2 separate regions of the Nomascus leucogenys genome follow, and region 1 is linked to region 2. A link is a contact called in public Hi-C data. All regions are on one chromosome and are shown on one strand. Each heading gives the region's core, a stretch centred on a gene start, on an enhancer-like site or on the middle of the called end of the contact. The rest is flanking DNA. Distances are from core to core; before and after follow the strand shown. Region 1 overlaps PNOC (prepronociceptin). Region 2 holds the start of NUGGC (nuclear GTPase SLIP-GC).

Region 1 (7,113 bases), core at 1,557-4,056, 260 kb after region 2:
CATATTCTGCCTTAGAAGGTATTGCAATTTAATGACATAAAGCATTAAAATTTCCACAAGAGGAATACAAAGTTCTGTGGGAAGACAGAGGCAGGAGAGAGCGATTCTTGCCAGGGAACTAGAAGTTATCAGAGAGGGGCAGCACTGGAGCTTGTCTGGGTCCCAAAGGATGGATGGCAGGATGCAAGGAGGTCATTGCATCCGAGGGACAGAGAGAAAGGCATGCGGGTGCGAGGAGCTTTGCAGTGTTTAAGGCACTAGGAAAAGCCTCATAGGTCTCAAGGGGTGTGTGAGGAAGAATCGGAAATAAGACCTTGATGGTGGGCTAGACCAGGTGGTAGAGGGATTTGAATGCTCTGCTCAAGAGTTTGGAGCTGTTTTATGGATATGATAAACAATTAGACAGCTGTGGGCAAGGTAATGACATGAATAGTTACTCTTCAGGAAGGCTATCCTGCCAGGGGTACCACATTGATGACAGTGGCAAAGACCAGAGATGTGGAGATCAGTTAGGGACACACTTCACCTAAGATGCACTTAGGCGGTGATAGAGGGAGTGAGAGGAGGGGCAGAACTGTAGACTGGCAGGATGGGGGCAGTGAGAGGGGAGGAAAAGATATGCCCAGGCTTTGAAATCTGAGTCAACTGGGGAGTGAGGTGCCACTCAGAGACAGGGACCGAGAGGCCAAGCAGAAGGACAAGTGTATCAGATAAGAATGAAATTCACCTGCTAGTAACAAACACCTAAAGTGACAGTGGCAGAAATCAATAGACTCAGTTCCTCACAAGGAGTGAGAAGGAGACAGCTCAGGGCTGCAGTGGCAGCTCCAGTCTCCTCTCTCTTCTCTGCCAGTCAGCAGCTTCTAGCCCATGACTCCCATCCTCTGAGTCGCTGCATGGTTTCTAGATGGCAAACACAATGTCAGCCCAAATGTCCACATTCCAAGCAGAAAGTTGGAGGAAGAGGAAAACGGGATGTTCCTCCCACTTAAGTCAGTCTCCTACTTTCTTGGAAACCCTACCTGATGCCTGATCACTTCTTTTTTTTTTTTTTTTTTTTAGGCAAAGTCTCACTCTGTCACCCAGGCTGGAGTGCAGTGACATGATAGCTCACCACAACCTCTGCCTCCCAGGTTCAAGCAACTCTTTTGCTTCAGCCTCCTCAGTAGCTGGGATTACAGGCACCCACCACCACACCTGTCTAATTTTTGTATTTTTAGCAGAGATGGGTTTTTGCCATGTTGGCCAGGCTAGTCTCAAACTCCTGGCCTCAAGTGATCCACCTGCTTTGGCCTCCCAAAGTTCTGGAATTACATTTCCTTTTTTTTTTTTTTTGAGACAGTCTCATTCTGTCGACCAGCATGGAGTGCAGTGGCACGATCTCGGTTCACTGCAAGCTCCACCTCCCGGGTTCACGCCATTCTCCTGCCTCAGCCTCCTGAGTAGCTGGGACCACAGGCGCCCGCCACCACTCCCAGCTAATTTTTTTTTTTTTTTTTTTTTTTTTTGTATTTTTAGTAGAGACGGGGTTTCACCGTGTTAGCCAGGATGGTCTCGATCTCCTGACCTCGTGATCCGCCCGCCTCAGCCTCCCAAAGTGCTGGGATTACAGGCATGCGCCACCGCGCCCAGCCTACACTTCCATTTTTGTGTCGTCAGCTACTTATGGCTCCAAGGAAGCTTGGGAAACAGATATGTTGCCTTTAGGAATAAAACAGTGTTCTGTGCATAAGGAGAAGGGGAGATGAATACGGGCCAGTTGCAGCCTCTGCCCCAGAAGGTGCCCTGGAAGCCAGGCAGGAGCTCCACGCTATAATGAGGGGCTCTGCCTACTGACACAGCAGCAAGGTCAGGTTGAAGTGGGGTTTCCAGCCGGCTAAGGCCAGAAACCTGGACTGAAATTAGGGGTGAAGCCAAAACAGCAAATAGGAAGAAAAGCTGAGGGCAGAGGCTTCCAGGAGACCCAATCAGAACCAAGAACGTGGGAGGTGGGGGGCCAAGGTCAGAACCAGCCAAGAGGGGGTGGAGAAACATCGTGGTCCAGCTGGTGGCTAGAAGTCAGGGTTGGCAGGAGAGACAGAGCAGAGTGTTCCTAGGAGCCGGGCGGGTCTGCTGGGCTCACGTCTGATGATGGCATCTCTCCCCCCACCTGGAACTGGATCACAGGTTCAGCCCCGCACGTCCAGCCTGCCTACACCCCACAGGGTCTTGACCCCCGTTTGCTATAAATGATACACAGATAGTGACGACTGCTGTACGCGGGATGAAAAATTAACAACACCTAGGTAGATCTTTACACGGTGACCTTAAAATAAACCTGCAGATTTGACTACATACTTTCACATCCCCAATTTCTTTAACCCATATGACCTTCCACAAGCCTGAGGAGAGAACAAAATAAAATTCTTTATGGGTGACGGTCATGAGCTGTGCTTGGCTCCAAAAACCCGACTAAAGATGTAACAGGGTGCGGTGTTGGGCGCATTTATCCTATGTTAACTTCCTGTGTTAACGTGCTGTGACGCCAGAGGTAAGTTACGCCCTCCTCTCTGAGCCCTGGTTTCTTTGTAAAATGATGGAGCTGGGTCAGAAGATTCTCTGTTTGTTTCTAATTCTGAAATTCTACGAACCTAAAAACCTGTGTAAAACTGCTGCACGTTACTTGATAAATTAGATGCTTCAGAAGCACTTGCACTGGTGCAGTGGGCCGGATCTCCTCCCTCGCCCTGGATTAACAGAGGTCCTTGTTCCTTCTCCCCTCCTCTCACCCGTATCTTTGCAGGTGTGCATCCTCGAGTGTGAAGAGAAGGTCTTCCCCAGCCCCCTCTGGACTCCATGCACCAAGGTCATGGCCAGGAGCTCTTGGCAGCTCAGCCCTGCCGCCCCAGAGCATGTGGCGGCTGCTCTCTACCAGCCGAGAGCTTCGGAGATGCAGCATCTGCGGCGAATGCCCCGAGTCCGGAGCCTGTTCCAGGAGCAGGAGGAGCCCGAGCCTGGCATGGAGGAGGCTGGTGAGATGGAGCAGAAGCAGCTGCAGAAGAGATTTGGGGGCTTCACCGGGGCCCGGAAGTCGGCCCGGAAGTTGGCCAATCAGAAGCGGTTCAGTGAGTTTATGAGGCAGTACTTGGTCCTGAGCATGCAGTCCAGCCAGCGCCGGCGCACCCTGCACCAGAATGGTAATGTGTAGCCGGAAGGGGCGCTCCTCCCAGCTGTACCGGCCACTGCAACCCATGAGTGAGTTGGGCACCAATAAACTGGGGGCAAGGAGAGATTTCACACACCAACTATCTTAGCCTTGCTCCCAGGCCTAGAAGCACATTCATCCCCCCGCCCACCCCCGCCCCCCCCCCACACACACCCCGCAAGGAGTCCAGCCCACCCTTTCTCTAGGCAGCAAAGATTTTCCTATTATTGCACCTTGAAGCTGACCACTTCTGGCTAGAGACTGGTTACCATGGGGATAATAGTAGTATGTTAAGATAACTAATTCCTCTGTCACTCCCCAGGAGCTTAGTTACTATGGGGACAGTTATGTGGACCAATACGCCCATCCGGTTGCCACAGTAACCAGTCAGCTCACCTTTCCTCGAGATTGTCTCTCTAAACACCAAGAGTGGGACGTACTCTTAGCCATTAGCAGAGTCCGATTACCACAGCTGTGATGGTGCTATTTCATCTTCAAACACGGCTTACCTATCCCCTCTCCTTTCCCCAGCTCTCAGGGTACCTGGCTCCATGGAAACATTAAAGTTTCCCATTTTACCTGGCCAAAGAGTTCCTGTTAAGATCAGGAGTTGTGGTTTCTGCTCTTCCTCCTTCCACAAGCCATTTGTCCATCCTGCCACCTTGCCAGAGAGGGACTGATTCCTTGTGGTCAACGGTATCATTCCTGAGCAAGACATGGAGAATTTGGTCCAATGGACCTAGTAGCTACTAGAATATGGACTAAAGGGATTCATCTTCTTTCCTCCATTTCGCTTCTTTCCAGCGTGCTGTTTTTGTTTTGGTTTTGTTTGCTTGCTTTTATATTCCTCTCTTTCTTTCTTGTTCTTTCTTCTGCTCTGTTCCTATCCCCACAGGCACTTTATACAAGTCCACATGTCTAATAATATACATCAAAGACCCTAATTGATTGCCTGTTCATTCAAAACCCAACTTTCCTTAGGATATCAACCAATACATCACTTTGAGTGGCATTGGCAACCTAGCACAGTAGAATTTTCTGAAAATTTAGGAAAGTCCCAACCATCAAGGCTATGTGCCTTAATTTGTATATGGGAAGATGATCAGCTGCAGAGTCCCATACGTCTCCTTAAATAGCTAAGAAACTTGCCGTATTCATCCATTTTGCATTGCTACGAAGGAATACCTGAGGCTGGATACCTTATAAACAAAGTTTGTTTGGCTCACGTTCTGCAGTCTATACAAGAAGCATGGCACCCGCATCTGCTTCTGGTGAGGCCCTCGGGGAGCTTTTACTCATGGCAGAAGGCAAGGGGAGCTGGCGTGCCACATGGCAAGAGGGGGCAAGAGAGGGAAAAGGGGAGGTCCCAGCCTCTTTAACAACCAGATCTCCCATGAACTCATTACCATAGGGTGGGCACCAAAGCATTCCTGAAGGATCCACCCCCATGACCCAAACACCACCCACTAGGCCCACCTCCAACATTGGGGATCACATCTCAACATGAAATTGGAAGAGGACAAACTTCTAAACTGTATCATTGTCCTAACACAAAGAACCAGTCAGATCATCAAAATCACCCCAAAACATTACCCAAGTGGGGCTTTTCCCTGAGTCTGAGCATAAGAGAAAAATGTCAGCATGTGCTATTTTATGTTGCGTCCCGTGTGTCAGAGGTAGCCATGTCACTAATAACCTTCCTTGACGATATATTAGTACATATGCTAATGTTTGGTGCCCACACTTTAGCATGGAGACGGCCCCTTTGCAGGTAGGCCAGCATGTTCACCACAGGCCTGTTACCAAATATGGACACGCGTATTAAGTTGTGAAGAGAAAGCTGATGTGTTTCTTTTAGCAGGATGACTCATCTCCAAAGGCCCCAAATTAACCTGCACTGCTTTTGAAGTCATACTCACTCTTGGATCCTTCACAAGCCTCCTATTTCTTTCTAACACATATCTGCACAGCACCTAACAGTAAATCGTTCAGAAGTAGCACGGGTTGAATTATGTCAAATCTTAAAGACATTATTCTTTAAAGTGGCTCTTCAGGGACACTGAAGCTCATGTCTAATTCTGAACGATGGCAATGTTCTTTACCTAAACACAGTTGAAAATCAGGCCCATTAACAGGAATCCATTTATTTTTTAAAAAAATGATTTGAGCCTCTATCCAGGCAATTGGTTTTTCTAATCTTCTATTATGCTTCCAACTGAGAGGCACTGAAATAAAGTTGGTAAGGAGCTTCTGTCTGTGGCAGTGCTCAAATGTCAAGTTCTGGATGGAAACTGGAAACATTCACCAGCTCATTTGGGTATTATTGATGACTCTCCTTTCTCCTTCTGCAACCATCTCTCTGTTTCTTTTCCCCCAACATGCACAGTTGGTGAGTTCCCATATGGATATTTATGAGTCTATAACAGCCGGCTTCAACCTTGTTTTCATCCACATACACACCCCAACCTGCCCTACACATGATGGAGATGTCTCCACCTTGGGGGACTCTTGTTACCAATGCTGTCCTTGACTCCTAAGATACCTAATACTAATCGACATGGAGAAGGCTGGGAGGAAGTGGGGCCACCTTACACTGGAATGGGATAAAGAACCCTACTCAGGGCCGGGCACTGTAGCTCATGCCTGTAATCCCAATGCTTTGGGAGGCCAAGGCTGGTGCATCACCTGAGGTCAGAAGTTTGAGACCAGCCTGGCCAACATGGTGAAACCCCATCTCTACTAAAAATACAAAAATTAGCCACTTAGCTGGGCGTCGTGGTGGGTGCCTGTAGTCCCAGCTACTTGGGAGGCTGAGGCAGGAGAATCGCTTGAACCCAGGAGGCAGAGGTTGCAGTGAGCCGAGATCATGTACATTGCACTCCAGCCTGGGCGACAAGAGCGAAACTCCGTCTCAAAAAAAAAAAAAAAAAAAAAAAAAAAAAAAAAAAAAAAAAAAAAAAAACACTATTCTATTCAGAAAGTGTAATAATGTCCTAGGAAGGAAAGGTGTTGGGGTGCAGGCCCACCTCTAGACAGAACTTGTCACAGCTGGTCTTGGGGGTCTGCTTTCCTTTCCCCTGACCCTATACTGCCTTCTTCTTTTCTGCTACCCTTAGGCTTTGACCCTTCTAGGCAATGGAAACTGAGCACATTCATTCATGGTAAGGTATCAGTGCCATCAGGCTCAAAGAGCACTTGCAAAGAAAATAACTGTAAAACAAGGGCACTATTTTGCTTGGGCTCCGAATACCAGCGACAACTGTTCCCTGGGAGGGGGCTTGCCACTGTGCCTATTGAGTCACAGCCCACAGACCTCCCCTTTAGTCTATTAGTCCAGCCAGTTGACCCGGGGCTGGGGGAGCAGATGTGCGGAGGAGCTGAGGACCCCTCTGGCTACCTTAGGAACGATTTCTTTGGGTTGATAGCTTTTCTTTGCCTCCCTTTCACTGCTTCTGTCTCTAGGGGAAATAGAAAAGGGTCAGAAAAACCATCAGGTTTGCCATTTTTTAATAATTTCTGTCTCCCCAGGCGTCCAGGTGATCCCCCAAACAGCATGTGTCCAGCCCCAGACCTGCCGCCTGGGAATCAGGATTCCTTCTTCCCCAAGGCACTGAGCGCCTGCAGATCCGGCAGGCTTCCTTCGCCTCCAGAACCTCCCCATCTGATTGTTCCTCCCCAGCCCCCTGGCATGTTTCACCACAACCCTGTTGCTACATCAGAGTGTATTTTTGTAATTCCTCTAGCTACCATTTCAATGGCCCCATCTCTCCTGCTCACCCGCCTCTTGCCCCTTCTAGGGGCAGGTGAAAGGAATAGGAAATTGAACCTGGGGTTTTGACTCGCCACTGCCATTACTTGTTTGTAAAAGAGCTGTTCTTTTTGACTGATTGTTTTAAACAACGATTTCTCCATTAAACTTCTACTGAGCA
Region 2 (6,888 bases), core at 2,433-4,932:
CTTACTGCCTGCAAACTCAAAGACACCCTCAGAAGTAAAACAAGCCAGAGAGAGAGAGAGACTATCAGACGAGTACATTTTCACTGCATTTTTTGTGTTCTATGCAAAATTCAATGTGTTTATTACAAATGACAAATGTCCTTTACTCTTCCCCTAGTTATTCTCCTTAGGCAGAATCTCATTTCACCCTACCTTGCCTCGCATCATTAACCCTTGCCAACACTATTTACTTACTTAAATTTAAATACTTAAATTAGCAAAGTTTCTCAAAGGGGCATTTGGTCATTAACATTGGTTTACTCTCTACTTTTAATAAATATAGGAAGTGCTTGGTACACAGCAAGCACTAAATAATTTGTTGAATGAATGATGATAGATATATTTTTTGTATCTCTATATAGATAAAGCTATCTATATATAGATATAGATATATATCTTAGATGGTAAAATTAAGCATAGCAGGAATTATATTTATTATTTTATTTATTCATCAATTCATTCAACAAATATTTGTGAGTACCTATGGTGCACCAGGCACTGTTCTAGATACTGGGGGTACAGCAGGGAACAATATGGTCACATTATCTGCAAACAAAGGGCTTCCATATTCCAGATGTGAATGGTGGAGTGAAAATTACTAGGGATTTGGAGTCAGAATGCCTGGATTTTTGCTTCTGCTCCCAATCTTCAATGCAACACAGAGCAAATCACCTGATCTCTCTGAACCTCTATTTCTCCACATATGGGATAGAATTGGTTTAAAAAAATACCTATATCAAGAGTTCATCGGCTGGGCACGGTGGCTCATGCCTATAATTCTAGCACCTTGGGAGGCCAAGGTGGGCAGATCACTTGAGGTTAGGAGTTCGAGACCAGCCTGGCCAACATGGTGAAGCCCTGTCTCTACTAAAAATACAAAAATTACTTGGTCATGGTGCTGCACGCCTGTAATTCCAACTGCTTGGGAGGCTGAGGCAGGAGAGTTGCTTGAAGCCAGGAAACGGAGGTTGCAGCGAGTCGAGATCACACCACTGCACTCCAGCCTGGGCAACAGAGCAAGACTCCATCTCAACAAAATAAAAAATCGAAAAGAGTTCGTTGTGAGAATTAAATGTGATAATGAATGCAAAATTGCTCTACAGGTACTTATGCATCTGTACAAATGTTATTTTTCGAATATTTTGTGAAGGTAATTAAACTAGAAATCAGTACTAGTGTCATCCAGACCACGTCTGTTAGTCTTTGGGGAACAGATGCCACCTTAGCTGAGATGCTGACTCCCGTTCTTGTCCCCATTGATCAAACATATTGAGGATGCTGTACTATCTTCCTTAAAGAATCTTTGATCAGTTGGGTGCAGTGGATCACACCTGTATTCCCAATATTTTGGGAGGCTGAGCCAGGCAGATCATGAGATCAGGAGTTCGAGACCATCCTGGCTAACACGGTGAAACTCTGTCTCTACTAAAAATACAAACAATTAGCCAGGCGTTGTGGCACATGCCTGTAGTCCCAGCTACTCAGGAGGCTAAGGCAGAGGAATCGCTTGAACCCGGGAGGCGGAGGTTGCAGTGAGTCGAGATCATGCCACTGCACTCCAGCCTGGGTGACAGAGTGAGACTCCATCTCAAAAAAAAAAAAGAATCTTTGGTCAAGTTTTTTCTTGCTCTCACAAGAAGGCAAGCTGAAGAATGAAAGAAGGAAGAGGAGGAGACTGTTAATGAAATGATAGAATGTTGATGAAATTTAGAATTTATTTCCTTTCTCTTTGAGTTTGGGTTTAGGTTTAAGTAACTTCGGTGTTGGCAACATTTCCCAACCACCTCGTTGGCCACTGCACTGCTCTTCCAAACTAGGGATGTCCCAAGGGAGCAATTTAAACACATTAGCTCAGAAGCAAAAGTGAAACAAGGGCCTCCAAATCTCTAAAGGAAAAGAGGTATGTTTTCAGCATTAACACATCGGCTAATGTGTTCAGCATTAGAAATGTGGCCACCAGAAGCACTCATAGTAGAAGGGAGGCTTTGGGATGACATGTTTTTCTCCATCTTTCTTCCCTAGGTAAAGAGGTAAGCAAAATAAGCAGATATTTTCATAACGTACTTTAGCAAATTCTAGCAAAACGAATTTGAATCTTCTCATATTGCTCTCCCAAGCTTGTTAAAGCTAATGAGGCATAAAATGACACTTCCTCCTTATCAGGAATTCATACACCTACCAGCAATTTCTGCAACAGCTGTTTTCTTTTGGGAGGAATGATTAATGACTTGCCTAAGATCGCACTGTTCAGTAAAATTCAAACTAAAACCTGATTCTCCCCATTTCTAGCCCACTGGCCTTTTTACATAGCCTAAAATTCACTTAAACAGCCTGGGCATGGTGGCTCATGCCTGTAATCCCAGCACTTTGGGAGGCTGAGATGAGAGGGGATCCCTTGGGCCCAGGAGCTTGAGACCAGCCTTGGCAACAAAGGGAGACTCTCACCTCTACAAATTTTTTTTAATTAGCTGGGCGTGGTGGCATGCATCTGTAGTCCCAGCTATTCAGAAGGCTGAGGCAGGAGGATTACTTGAGCCCAGAAGGTCAAGATTGCAGTGAGCCATGTTCATACCCCTGCACTCCAGCCTGGGTAACAGAGTGAGGCCTCAAAAACAAACAAACCAAACCCCCAAAATTCACTTAAGCAAACAGAAAAGTAAAATTCACTTTCCCTCAAGAAATAACTTGCTTTAAGAAAATCAAATGAGAGAGAAGAGACAAATGTCCCATATACAGCAGAATTCCAAATAATTTACATAGCTACTCCATCCTCAAAGAGGGAGAATAAAACTCCCTGCTCCTTAAGTGTGTGCTGTGCATAGCAGCTTCTTTCCAAAGAGAACAGGGCAGAGATTGGAGAGGGGAAAGGATCACTTTATAGCAGAGAAACCAGACAAGCGCTGCCTCTACCAGGTGGTCAAGGTCAACACCAAGAGTCCTAAATCATGTTGACAATATTGTCCCTTGATATGATGTGATGAGAACAGCACTTTAACTCTGGGACTTCTTCCCCAAAACCCGTAACTCCAGTCTAATCGTGAGAAAAACATCAGACAAATGCCAATAGGAGAAGCCTACAAAATACCCAACCAATACTCCTCAAAACTGCCATATTCATCAAAAACAAGGAAAGTCTGAGAAACAACGTTACAGCTAAGAGGAGCCTAAGGGAACATAATTAAATGTAATGTGCTATCCTGAATAGGATTCCACAGTAGAAAGCAGACGTTAGATAAAAATCAAGAATCTGAATCAAGTACAGACTTTAGTTTAACAATAACATACCACTATCGGTTCATCAGTTGTAACAAATGTACCACACTAATATAAGATAATAGGGGAAGTTGGTTGGGAATTACATGGGAATGCTCTAAACTATCTTCTCAATATTCCTGTAAACTCAAAACTGTTCTAAAAATTAAGGTCCATTTTTTAAAAATCAACCACAAGTTACAGTATAAATTACATAAAAGAAACAACTTACCAGATGTCACTGAACAGAAAAAAAAAAAAAATTCTGCTTTGGTTACAGGAGTCCACAGAGGAGATGGTGGCAGCTTCTCCTTGGTTCAGGTATTTGGAACCAGCTGGGGTACGTAGCCCTTTGGCCCACAATCGGAAAGCCACGTTTACACAGCAGAAGTGAAACTGACTTGCCATCAGGGAGCTATTTATCACGGTCTCCTCCCACAGATACTGATTTATGCTGTCTTCTTTCACTTAAATCTAAATTCGCCAGGCGCGGTGGCTCACTCCTGTAATCCCAGCACTTTGGGAGGCCGAGGCACGCAGATCACTTGAGGTCAGGAGTACAAGAGCAGCCTGGCCAACGTGGTGAAATCCCAACTCTACTAAAAATACAAAAAAAAAAAAAAAAAATTAGCCAGGCATGGTGGCAGGACCTTGTAGTCCCAGCTACTCGGGAGGCTGAAGCAAGAGAATCACTTGAGCCTGGGAGATGGAGGCTGCAGTGAGCCAAGATCGCGCCACTGCACTCCAGCCTGGGTGACGGAGAAAGACTCCATCTCAAAAAAAAAAAAAAAAAAAAATCTAAATGGTACACGAAACAGGGATCTTGCATCCTTCTCTGCCATGTTCCTGCAAGTAGGCAGATCTGTCTTTTTTCCTTTCCAAATGCATCACTGCATCCTTCCACAGCATCTTTTCTCTGAGGGTGAACACTATTCAGATGACTGGTTCACTGGAGCAGATAGGAAAAATGCCCCAGTTCCAAGAGAAACAAAGCACTGGCTCCCTGACACCCAACTATAAGACATGATTGGGAGAGATGGAGGATATGAGATAATAAATATAGAGTTATTCTTGACCCAAAGTCTTAAAATTCACCAAAAATAACATTTGCCAAAAATAAAACATCATTGGATTGTTTGAGTGTAGAAATGAGTGATATACCGCTTTACATCTTTCTGGAACTTAAATTTTAAATCAGTATTTTTTTTGGTCTTTATTTATTTAGAGATAAGGTCTTGCTCTGTCACCCAGCCTGGAGTGCAGTGGCGTGATCATAGCTCACTGTAGCCTCGACCTCCCAGGCTCAAGCCATCCTCCCACCTCAGCCTCCTGGGTAGCTGGGACCACAGCCATGCACCATCACGCCCATCTAATTTTAAATTCATATTTTTAATAAACCCAGAAAACAAAAATTTGAAAGTGCTGTCCAGGAGAGAAGAAAAAAAACCCACTCCACTTTGCTGTGTCTGGAAACCCAAACCATCACATCACATACAGGGAAAAAGTTGTCCCTTGAACCCTCAGCTTCAGAGTGTGTGTTACTTTTTTTTTTTTTTTTTTTTTTGTGAGACAGAGTCTTGCTCTGTCATCCAGGCTAGAGTGCAGTGGCGCTATCTCAGCTCACTGCAACCTCCGCCTTCTGGGTTCAAGCGATTCTCCTGCCTCAGCCTCCTGAGTAGCTGGGACTACACAGGTGCGTCACCATGCCTGGCTATTTTTTTTTTTTTTTTATTTTAGTAGAGACAGGGTTTCACCATGTTGGCCAGGCTGGTCTCAAACTCCTGACCTCATGTGATCTGCCCACCTTGGCCTCCCAAAGTGCTGGGATTACAGGCGTGACCTACCGTGCTGGGCCAAGGGTGTATGTTACCTTTAAAGGCCAACTCAGTCATTACCAGGACAACCCTCAGTACTCTAGGTATGTATTTAGTCCAAAGAGGGTATTCAGAAGGTAAAGAGGTCAGAACAGGGAAAGAATTGAAGATTAAATGTTGAGACTGTGGTCTTAAAAACTGCTTTGAACTTTTGGCAAGATGACGTCCCTCTTCCATAAGAAAACCATAGAAACACCAGGCTAACGTTCAGAACAAAGAAAGTCAGCACAAATGCCATCCTAGGTGCTGAGTCTTATACTGATCCCTCTAGGCAAAATCACACCTTACGCTTACATTCATGTCACGCGTGCTCGGCTCCCCCTCTACTGGCTATTTCTTAGCTTCAACAATTAACCACAAATGCTACTAAATTACTTAATTACTACAATTAATTTGGAGCATTTTTAAAGCTTCCTGGGGCCAGGCCCAGTAGCTCACACCTGTAATCCCTGCATTTTGGGAGCCCGAGGTGGACAGATCACCTGAAGTCAGGAGCTTGAGACCAGCCTAGCCAACACGGTGAAACCCTGTCTCTACTAAAAATATAAAAACTAGCCGGGCATGGCAGCATGCGCCTGTAGTCCCAGCTACTCAGGAGGCTGAGGCAGGAGAGTTGCTTGAACCCGGGAGGCAGAGGTTGCAGTGAGCCAAGATCAGGCCACTGCACTCCAGCCTGGGCGACAAAGGGAGACTCCATCTCAAAAAATAAAAAAATAAAGATTCTTGAGTTCCTTTGTTTTTGTTTGTTTGTTTTAGACAGGGTCTCACTCTGTCACCCAGGCTGAAGTGTAGTGGCATTATCACGGCTCACTGCAACCTCAACCTCCTGGGCTCAAGTGATCCTCCCGCCTCAGCCTCCCAAGCAGCTGGGACTACAGGCATGTGCCACCACACTTAGCTTAAAAAAACAAAAAACAAAAAAACAACAACAAAAACAAAACAAAACTTTAGTAGAGATGAGGTCTCCTTATGTTACCCGGCTGAACTCAAACTCCTGAGCTCAAGCGATCCTCCCATCTCGGCCTCCCAAAGTGTTGGGATTACGGGTGTAAGCCACTGGGTCCAGCCTCTGGGGTTCTTTATGGTAGTCCTTGGCACCTGCTATTGGACACCTGAATGCTAGGCCTGTTAGATGTTTCTCCATTCTCTCAGGCTGAATTTCCATTGAGCTCACTGAAAACACTGAAGCAATGAGAACGTCCACAGAGCCTCATCATCACCCCCAAGCACCTATCCGGTGCTCTGCCCTCCAGCCTGTTGCTAGATGAACTATCCATGCACCCATTAAAGGCCAATCCCTTCTCTGTGCACCAGATTCCATCCCTCTCTCTAACTGAAGAACCACGTAGAGTACTTCCCCCTCTTCTCTAATTCACCAAACTTTCAGTCTCCACTGGATTATTCCCATCTGTGAACAGATTTGATGTCATTCATTCCACCTTAACAAACACTCCCTGGACCTCCATTTCCCTGCCAGGTATTAGTATATTTCTCTGCACTTCTTTATGACAAAACTCCTAGGTTGGGCATGGTGTCAGCACTTTGGGAGGCTGAGGCGGGAGGATCACTTGAACCCAGGAGTTCAAGACCAGTCTGGGCAACATAAGGAGACCCCCGTTTTTAAAAAAATAAAAATAAAAATTAGCCAGGCAGGGTGGCGCATGCCTGTAGTCCCAGGTACTTGAGGGGCTGAGATGGAAGGATCACTTGAGCCTGGGAGGTC

The links. Hi-C and Micro-C count contacts between places; a contact is called where the count stands out from the background.
Region 1: a Hi-C map of a lymphoblastoid cell line shows a contact between it and region 2, with 4 times the contacts expected there. The contact joins the enhancer-like site here to the promoter of NUGGC in region 2. A contact is called at or near these places in 2 of 4 Hi-C or Micro-C datasets (both in a lymphoblastoid cell line).

What each region holds. Positions count from the first base shown.
Region 1 is chr8:33,154,160-33,161,272 of Asia_NLE_v1, forward strand. PNOC (prepronociceptin) reads left to right here. Exons shown (of 4, transcript XM_030817023.1): 3 at 2,783-3,176; 4 at 6,713-7,113. The coding sequence ends at 6,798. Among named protein-coding and RNA genes, the nearest start is that of PNOC, 23 kb to the left of the region's middle. Within about 2 kb of position 2,807, the one cell type or tissue checked has an H3K27ac peak away from gene starts, as active enhancers do. A contact at or near this core is called in a lymphoblastoid cell line, where this site is marked.
Region 2 is chr8:32,894,803-32,901,690 of Asia_NLE_v1, forward strand. NUGGC (nuclear GTPase SLIP-GC) reads right to left here and starts at 3,683. Exons shown (of 19, transcript XM_003272916.4): 1 at 3,524-3,683.